Regions from separate parts of the Oryctolagus cuniculus genome. Here region 2 is linked to region 1. The links are chromatin contacts, called in public Hi-C maps. All regions are on one chromosome and are shown on one strand. Each heading gives the region's core, a stretch centred on a gene start, on an enhancer-like site or on the middle of the called end of the contact. The rest is flanking DNA. Distances are from core to core; before and after follow the strand shown.

Region 1 (4,374 bases), core at 1,052-3,551:
TGGTTTCCTCTCTTGGCTCCGGCACCTCCCGCCTTAGGGTAGGGCTAGCACCAGCTCCTCTCACCAGGAAACGAGGGTGTAACTGTGTGGGAGTGCCAGAACTCTGAATTTGCCGTTTGCTTCCAGTAGCGCTGGGTGCCGGGGAGGATTCAGGAGCTCAGGAAAACCCAGGCAGGGCCAGAGGGCAGGCACGGGAGGCCTCTCTGCAGGCAGTGGGCGCTTGAGCGGAGCCCTGAACGAGCCATCAGATCAGCGTGGGCCCACCCAGAGCAAGAGGAAGGAGACAGCAGCCAGAGACTCAGAGATGCCAGGAGGCGGGGCACAGCCACAGTGTGGGGGTACAAGGTGGCCAGGGCCAGAGCCAGGAGCCCTCAGGCTGCCCGGGTTGGGGGGGGGGGCGTTCCCCTTTGAGGGCCCAGGGGAGCTGTGTGTCATCAGGAAGACAGAGGCTCCGGGTGACTTCTTCACCGCATTCTTGGGGTGGATTTGTCTCTCCTGCTCTGTAGGAGGTGGATGAACCCGTCCCCAGGGCGCTCGGTGCACTGGGAGTGCTGCCAAGCGCAGTGGGCACTCAGACATCTCGGCAGCCCCCGAGCAGCACCCCCATTCCTACTCCCAGACTTAAAGGCCGGCCCTGAGCCCCATCCCAGTCCCCGGGGCCCCCTAGGAAGCCCCAATAACCTAGGGAGCCCTAAAGCTCAGACCGACTGCCCCGAGAGCTTGGATCCCACACTCACTTCCCAGATGAACAATCAGAGGACCAGAGCAAGGTGAGGCCTGGCCTGGAGCCACAGGGGGACCCGGTGACCACGAAGGGCAGGGCTCCCTGCCCAGTGCCTGTTCTTTGCACAAGAAGCATGCGGCCAGGCTGGATGCCCGCTGGCTGGGACGACACAGGGCCAGCATCCCCGAGCTCTGTCCCTGGGCTGTCTGTCCACACCAGGAGCTGGGGCAGGGGCAGAAGCCGGCTTCCCTGTGGATTGCTACACAAGACTTCTGTGCTCCTCAGAGTCTTCTTAGCGCCCCTGGAGGCCTCAGCCTGCTCTGTGGACATGGAGTGACCACCCACTGGCAGGCACCCCTCACACATGCCCACTGCACTGGCGCCTACCACGGTACCTCACCAAATTCTCACTGTCCCACCACAGCCTGACCTGGAGCTAGGTAGCAGCTGGCACCGGTGCCACAGCCACACTGCTGGCCTGCACCTGTCAGCCCTGGGCTTGTGGCTGCTGCTACAGGCTCCGACCTATGCATTCAGCAAACACAGGGAGAAGAAGCGGGCACCTGGCCCTTTGATTCTATCAGAATATCCAGAAAGTGAAGAGGGTAGCTAACCGGCAAATGCAAATCTGAAAGCAATTTTCTATGTTATGATCTTACTTATATTTGGAAAAAAACCTGCTCAAATCCTACTTGCAGTCATAACCAGTAGCGATAAAGACTACTGGAACAGCTAGTGTGTTCAGCATGCTCATTCATTTGTTGAACCAGCAAATATTTACTGAGCATCTAGTGCGTCCCAACACTGCTGTAGGTACTGGGGATAGCACCCTTGGAGCTGACTCCCGCCAGCACTGTCTCACCCACCCTCACAGGAGCTGCGGAGAGCTGGGAGAAGCATATTTCTACAGGAGCACTGTGAAAAGTTCACGGAAAATGGAATTAATACACTGATTTTGATGCTAACACTTTTTTTTAAATCCATGCAGGTTTTTTTATAACACGCATTTTCCACTGACTTTGTGGAGACCTGCTCCTAGGCACAGATTTCAAAAAGCTTTGCAACATGAAATTCTCTCTTAATAGCATTTTCCACCAACTTACAAAGAAATTCTTTGTCTTCATTTATTTTAGAGTCAGGGATGGAGACGTCCCCTGGTCACTCCTCAATCGCCTGCAGAGGCTGTCTGGGCCAAGCTACCAGCTGGGCCCTCAATCAGGGTCTCCCGTGTCGGGGGCAGGAGCCCAGTGGCTGGGGCACCGGGGGCTGCCACGGTGTGCAAGGCCCCGGGCTGGAGCCCAGGAGGGCTTGAACCCAGGCACCGCGAGGCCGCAGCTTCAGTAGCACGGATGAATTGGGAGAGGCCCGCAGCTCCCTCAGCGCCCAGAGCCCAGCCCCGCACTCCAGGCCGACCACCTGAGAGGGGCCCGGCCCCACCAGGGCGGAGCGCAGTGGGACCTCAGCAGAGTGGCGCGGGGCAGGCCGCGCCCCGGAACCCAGCGCCCAGCGCGCCCCCGGCCGCAGGACCCGGGCCAGGCAGGGCCGGCCTCTCCGAGCCCGCAGCGCCCTCGTGCGGGGCCCTGCGACGCGGGCCGGCTCGGGGCGGCTGGAGTCCCGCAGGGACCCCGCGGTTTTCAGTTTCCGCGGCTGGGTGGGGCCCGAGCCGGGGGCTTCGCGCTCCAGCCAGGAGCGGCCAGGGCAGGTGGAAATTACACACAGCTATTTCTGGAAACTTCTCAGATTTCTCAAGAGAGAGAAATTAATTTGCCTGTTTGGGCAAATAACACCAATTTTTTTCCCCCTGCTTAAGGTCATTTTGTTAAAATAAAATTGATTAACGTTCTCTTTAAAGTTTAAGTAGAAAGTGCTCAAACATATTTTTATGCACAGAAGCGCGGTTGCGCCTTCGGTAATTAATAACCACAAATAAGTGACGGCCACGCGGCTCCGCGGGGCGGGTGCAGGGTGGGCGGGGCCGGCGCCGGCAGGGCCAATCGGGGCTCAGGGGCGGGAGGGGGCGGTGCCCGGGCCCGCGGTGCGCTCCTGGCGCAGGCAGGTGTCCCAGGTGAGAGCGATCGGACCGGGCGTGGGCGTCAGGAGCCGCCGCTTCTCGGGCGCCCTGCGAGAGGCCGGCGGGCTGAGGACAGGGACTCAGAGAGTTAGGTAGGCCACTCAGCCTGCCGTGCCTCCGCCGCCTGGAGCGAATCGGTGCCCGCTGACCTCTTTGCAAACTGAGCCCTCCCGAGTTTTCCCATTCCGCCAGCGGAAATGTGGAGGCTCGGAGAAGCGAAGTGCCGTGATTGAACTCGGGTTTGAACCCAGGTCTGCCAGGCTCCCTGGTTTTCACACGATAAAGTGTCGGGGGAGGGGTGGCTCCAAAAAGTCCCAGGAAAAAATGGAATTAGAAGGTGAGTTTATTTGGGTACAATTTTGCTTTAATTCATACATCGTTTTTACATAATATGTATTTTTCATGAGCTTTTTAAAGCCTTCTCATACATATTCTCCCCCTGGGCCTTTCCAGGTCATTAATTCAATTTTAAAAAAAAAAATTATTTATTTATTGAAAAGGCACAGAACAGAGAGGGAGAGACCAAGAGCTTTCCTTTGCTGGTTCACTCCCCCAGATAGCCACAACAGTGAGGTCTTGACCAGGCCAAAGCCAGGAGCTAGAAATTCCATCCAGGCCTCCCACGTGGATGCAGGGGCCCAAGCCCTTGGGCCATCTTCTGCTGCTGTCCCAGGCGCATCAGCAGGGAGCTGGATGGGAAGCAGAGCAGCCGGGACTCGAACCAGCAACTCCAACATGGGATGCCTATGTTGCAAGCAGCAGCTTCACCCTCTGTACCACAACACCAGCCCCAAATTCAGTTTTATATTCCATTTCTGCATCCATTTAATTAACAATTCCCTGCTCCAGAAGTGATGGAGAAGGTGCAGGCAGTCTGTGGAAGTCTTTGGTGCAGTTTGCCAAGGCTAGCCCATTCCCACTTCCTCCACGCCACGGTAGGACTGCCCTTCCTGGCTCCCATGTGAGGGAGTAGGGCCATGTGCCGACTGATGGCCGGTGCACTGTGGCTGAAGTGGACGTTTGTGTGGGTGTATGGGGAGGGGGTTCTCCCAGGCAAGAACACTGAATTGAGAGTCTGCAATTCCCCGCAAGTTCTTTCCTTCCCTCGGATTGGTTACCGGCCACATTTAAGGTGGCGTTGTTGGCTCGCAGAGCCTGACTCTAAGGACTATGATGAAGAAAGACGCCCGAGGACGCAGGATGGCCCTGTGATAAAGTGAGCAATGCATCTGCTCTACCATGCCGCAGAGACTTTGGACTTTTGTGACTGTGCCCTAACCCAGCCTAGCGTGACCGATGCACAGTCCTGTAGACAGGCAGGTGCCACAGTGTGCGCCTGCCCAGTGATAGACTTACCAGAGCATTTTACCTAGCTGCAGGGTCACGGTAGCTCGGCTGGAGGATGAACAAGGCCAAGGCTAGAATGAGGTGACCAAGGCATTTTGGGGGGGTGGCACAAAATTTAAGTGAATGCCCAAACCCAGGTTAATATTTCCATGAAGTTTCTGAAGATCAACTTAATGAAAAAAAAAAAAAAATCCATGATGGACAAAATAGTGAAATGTTCAGTGAGACAGAT
Region 2 (3,727 bases), core at 137-2,636, 340 kb after region 1:
GCCTGCCTTTCGGAAACTTTTTTTTTTGCAGCCGGGTCGGCGGCCGTGGGGAGCGGACCGCAGGTCCGGGGCGGCCTCCCTTGGGGGGGCGGCCCGGGCCGGCCGAGGCCGCTCGGGGGCGGGGGGAGGCCCGGGGGGCGCGCCGGGGCCCTGCCTGTTGCAATGCGGCAGCCGGGGGCTCCCGGTCCCAGCGGCGGTCCCAGCGGCGCGGGGAGTCCGGAGGCCACTCGGCCGAGCCGAGTTATGCAAAAAAAAAAAAAAAAAAAAAAAAAGCCGCCCCCCTCCTCCTCCCCACCCCCCGCCGGCCCCCGGCCCCTGCGGCCCCCTCCCTCCCTCCCCCACCCCACCGCCACCCTCGCCCTCCTCCTCCTTCTCCTCCTCCTCCGCCCCTTGCCGGATTTTTGTGCAAAGTTTGCAGGCGTCCGGCCACGCAGCCCGGTGCGGAGCTCACAATGAACCCATCTGAGGAGGGGGAACGGGGCTGGAGTCGAAGGGTCTCAGGGGTAATGGAGACCGGGAGCGCGGGAGCGCAGTACTCCCTGAAAAAAAAAAAAATAGCCTTCAAATTATCCCCTGCCGCACACAAAAAAATAATAATAAATATTAATGGCTCAAAAATGCCCAAACGCCTGGTTTGGAGATTGTGATGGATGGGGACGGGGCGAGGGGGGTGGTCCCTCAACTCAGCCTACTTGGAGGGGGGCTCGGAACGGCCGCAGTGGCTCGGAAGCCGCGGCTCGGGGCCCCCGGCTCACGCCCCCTTCTCTGGTTCTCGGCTCGGTCCGGCACCGGCCCCCCGGAGGAGGAAGGGGCGCTCAGGCGGCGGCGGGCAGGCGCGCCCGTGCCCCGGGCATCGCTCAGCCCGTGCGCCGGGCCGCCGCTGCCTGCCCTCGGGCTGCGGTGCTCAGCGCGCGGCGCGCAGCCGATCTCCAGGCCGGTGCCAAGTCTCCGGCCCCGCTAGCTGCCTCCATGGGCCAGGGGCTCGGGGAGGGGGGAGGCGGCGGCCGCGGTGGCGGAGGAGGAGGTCGAGCTGGCGGCGGCGGCGGCCGGGCTCCCGTCCTCCCGGGCAGCGGCGGCGGCGGCTGCGCCCCGGCTCCTCCGCGCTCCAGCCGGCGCCGGCCCGCCCGCCAGCCTCCCTCGCGCTCCTGTCTTCTTTGTGGTCGCTGGCTCTCCTCCTCCCGATCCGGCTGCTGGGGCTGCACTGCAGAGACACATAATAAAGCCAGGCTTGGCTGGAAATGTAGCCGGGTCCCAGCAGGAGGATGTGAGGAGCGGAGTCCCGGCGGGGGAGCGCTCTGATCCCGTGGGGCGCCCCGCACTGCTCCGGCTCGGATCAGACGGAGAGAGGGCCAACAGCACCGAGCGATGGACAGCGCTGGAAATACAGCTCCGGCCGCCCGCAAAACCCGGACCGCGGCGGCGGCGGCAGGCACGGCGCGGGCGCGGGCGCGGGCACCGCAGCCGCACGCGGGACCCCGGCTCGGGCGCTGGCGGCGCGGGGTGGGGAGGGGAGGGGGGCCGGCGGTGGGTGGAGGGAACCGCACCGGGCCCGCCAGCTCGTCCAGATGCACCAGCGACGCAAATTGCGAAAAGTGTAGGAATGGGAAGCGATCTGAGATGGGTGCCTAGGCAATGCCACCCTGCGGGCGAGAACACTCCCCGGGGCCCGGCTTGGCCCCTCGCAGCTGCTGTCTTGCGTACTGATCGGTGTCCGACGACCACCACTGCCCCACGTCCCACAAACTCCTCCAACACAGGGCTCGCCGTGTGTCTCCTGCCCCAACACGCGGCGTTTGTAGGTGTCTCGCGGCCGCTGTGCACTTCCTAGCTACGACATCACCCCCAAAACGCTGCGGTGGCACCCCCTCCTGCTCACGATTGACAAAAAGGAATAAATCAGCTCCTACTGTCCACTAAGTTTTGCCCCCGCCACCAGGTGGCGCCGCGCGTCCCTGCCGCCCAGGGGCTCCCTGAGGCTCGGGTCCCAGAGCAGGCCCCGGAAGGGCTCACGCTCGGGAACGTGCTCCCCCTGCAGCTCCCCGAACTTCCCGGGAGGCCGCCCGCTCCCCTACCCACCGCCGCCGGCCAGCCCCGCAGTGGGGAGGCGCGGACACTGCCGCCCTCCCAGCGAATGGCGCCACCCTGGGCCGGCGCAACCCTGCGCCCCGAGAGCCGAGCGGGGGCGCGGCGCGGCGCTGGGGGTTATCAATCTCGCGGATCGATAAGTTGCCACTTGGAGAGGGAGGGCTGTGTCCCCACGGAGACGAGTTACCCAGGGCAACCTTTCACGGAAAAACCCGCTGCCCGCCGCGAGCAGCGCCGAACCCGGCCGGGCAGCGGCGCCCGCCCCAAGCAGGGTGCCCGCGCCCCGCAGCTCCCCAGCCCGCCCGCCAGCCGGGCCTGCGCCCCCCCTCGGCTCGCCTCTCGGTCCCGCCGGGCCCTGCTCGCCAGCCCCGTGCTGGGCTGATTGCCGAGGTGGATGCCACCCCCGCACCCCTGCGGCTGGGGAGTGCGGGCCGGCGGACGCGGAGAAAGGCCCGAGCGGAGGCGGGGGACCCGCGAGACGCAAAGCCGAGGCCCCCACTCTGACGGCGAGAAGGTCTCGGTCTAAGACAGGGACGTGCCCTAATCAGGACGGAGGCCCTGGGGGCCGCCCCCTGCCCGCGCGTGGGCTGCCACAGCCACCACCACCACCACCACCACCCTCCCGCCACCGCTGTCCCCGGACTCGTGCGTCCGAGGGGGTCCAATAGCCTGGCCTCCCGGAGGGAATGGGGACCGCCTCCCCGCAGCGCAGGGATGGCCGGCCTGGGTCTGACAGGGGTTGCCCAGGGCCAAGGCGAGGGCAGAGGCCGCGAGGCGCCGGGGAAGGAGCCAGGAAGGAGGGGCCGAGTCAGCCGCTGCCCCCACCCCCGCCGGCGCCTGGGACCGAGGCCCGCGGAGAGAGGCTGACAGGCGGCAGATGGCACACGCTGGGGGAGGGGGCGATTGGCCTCGGCTCCGGGGTGCCCCCGCCGCGGGCCGCCTCCCCTAGGGGGAGGGGGCGGAGACCAGCCGCCCCCCCCCCCCCGCTCGCCCGCCCAGGCTCTCTGGGGGGCTGGAGACGGCGGGTCCTGCCCAGGCGGGAGCCTGGAGAGAGAGGGGGCGGACAAATGGAGCACAACGGGGAAGGGGCGTGCGGTAGGAGAGGAGGGGTCACGGGGCGGGGAGGACGCCGCGCTGCCCTTTTCCACCCTCAGGGAGCCGCAGGAGGCTCAGAGGCCCGAGGTGGAGCTAACAGGATGGGGAGGACCCGCAAGGACAAGGGCCCCCGGGCAGGGCACAAAGTTTCTCGGAACCCCGCGCTCGTCTCCGCCACGCACGTTCGCGTCTGGACGCAGCCCCTACTGCCCGCAGCCTCAGGCCTGGCTGCTATGGCCCAGCTCAGCGGCAGTCGGGGTCCGGAGGGAGCTGGACCTGGTGCCTGCCTCGGCTGGGACAGCTTCTCTCTGAAGCTTGTTTCGTTTTTAACTCCTTCCAGAAAACAACGTTTTAAGGACAATCTCAGAGCAGCCAATAGCCGGTAGCGTTCCCCACCACCACCACCTTCCCCTGCCCCTCCTCCCTCCCGCTCGCGCGCTGCACTGACACTGCTGGGGTCTCTGGGGGCACCCGTGATGCCTGGGTCTTGCTTCTCATCAGCCTGGTGACCTTGGGCCAGAAAGGAGTCATTTTCAGGTGGTGGTTT

The links. A called contact is a pair of places that touch in the nucleus more often than the background predicts.
Region 2: a contact with region 1 is called in a Hi-C map of an unstated tissue, with 2.3 times the contacts expected there. The contact joins the promoter of ZNF423 here to the enhancer-like site in region 1. A contact is called at or near these places in 2 of 6 Hi-C or Micro-C datasets (psoas muscle and an unstated tissue).

The regions. Positions count from the first base shown.
Region 1 is chr18:33,130,515-33,134,888 of mOryCun1.1, forward strand. No RefSeq gene overlaps it. Among named protein-coding and RNA genes, the nearest start is that of C18H16orf78, 93 kb to the left of the region's middle. Within about 2 kb of position 2,302, at least 1 of the 8 cell types and tissues checked has an H3K27ac peak or open chromatin away from gene starts, as enhancers often do.
Region 2 is chr18:33,466,664-33,470,390 of mOryCun1.1, forward strand. ZNF423 (zinc finger protein 423) reads right to left here and starts at 1,387. Exons shown (of 8, transcript XM_051833900.2): 1 at 1-1,387.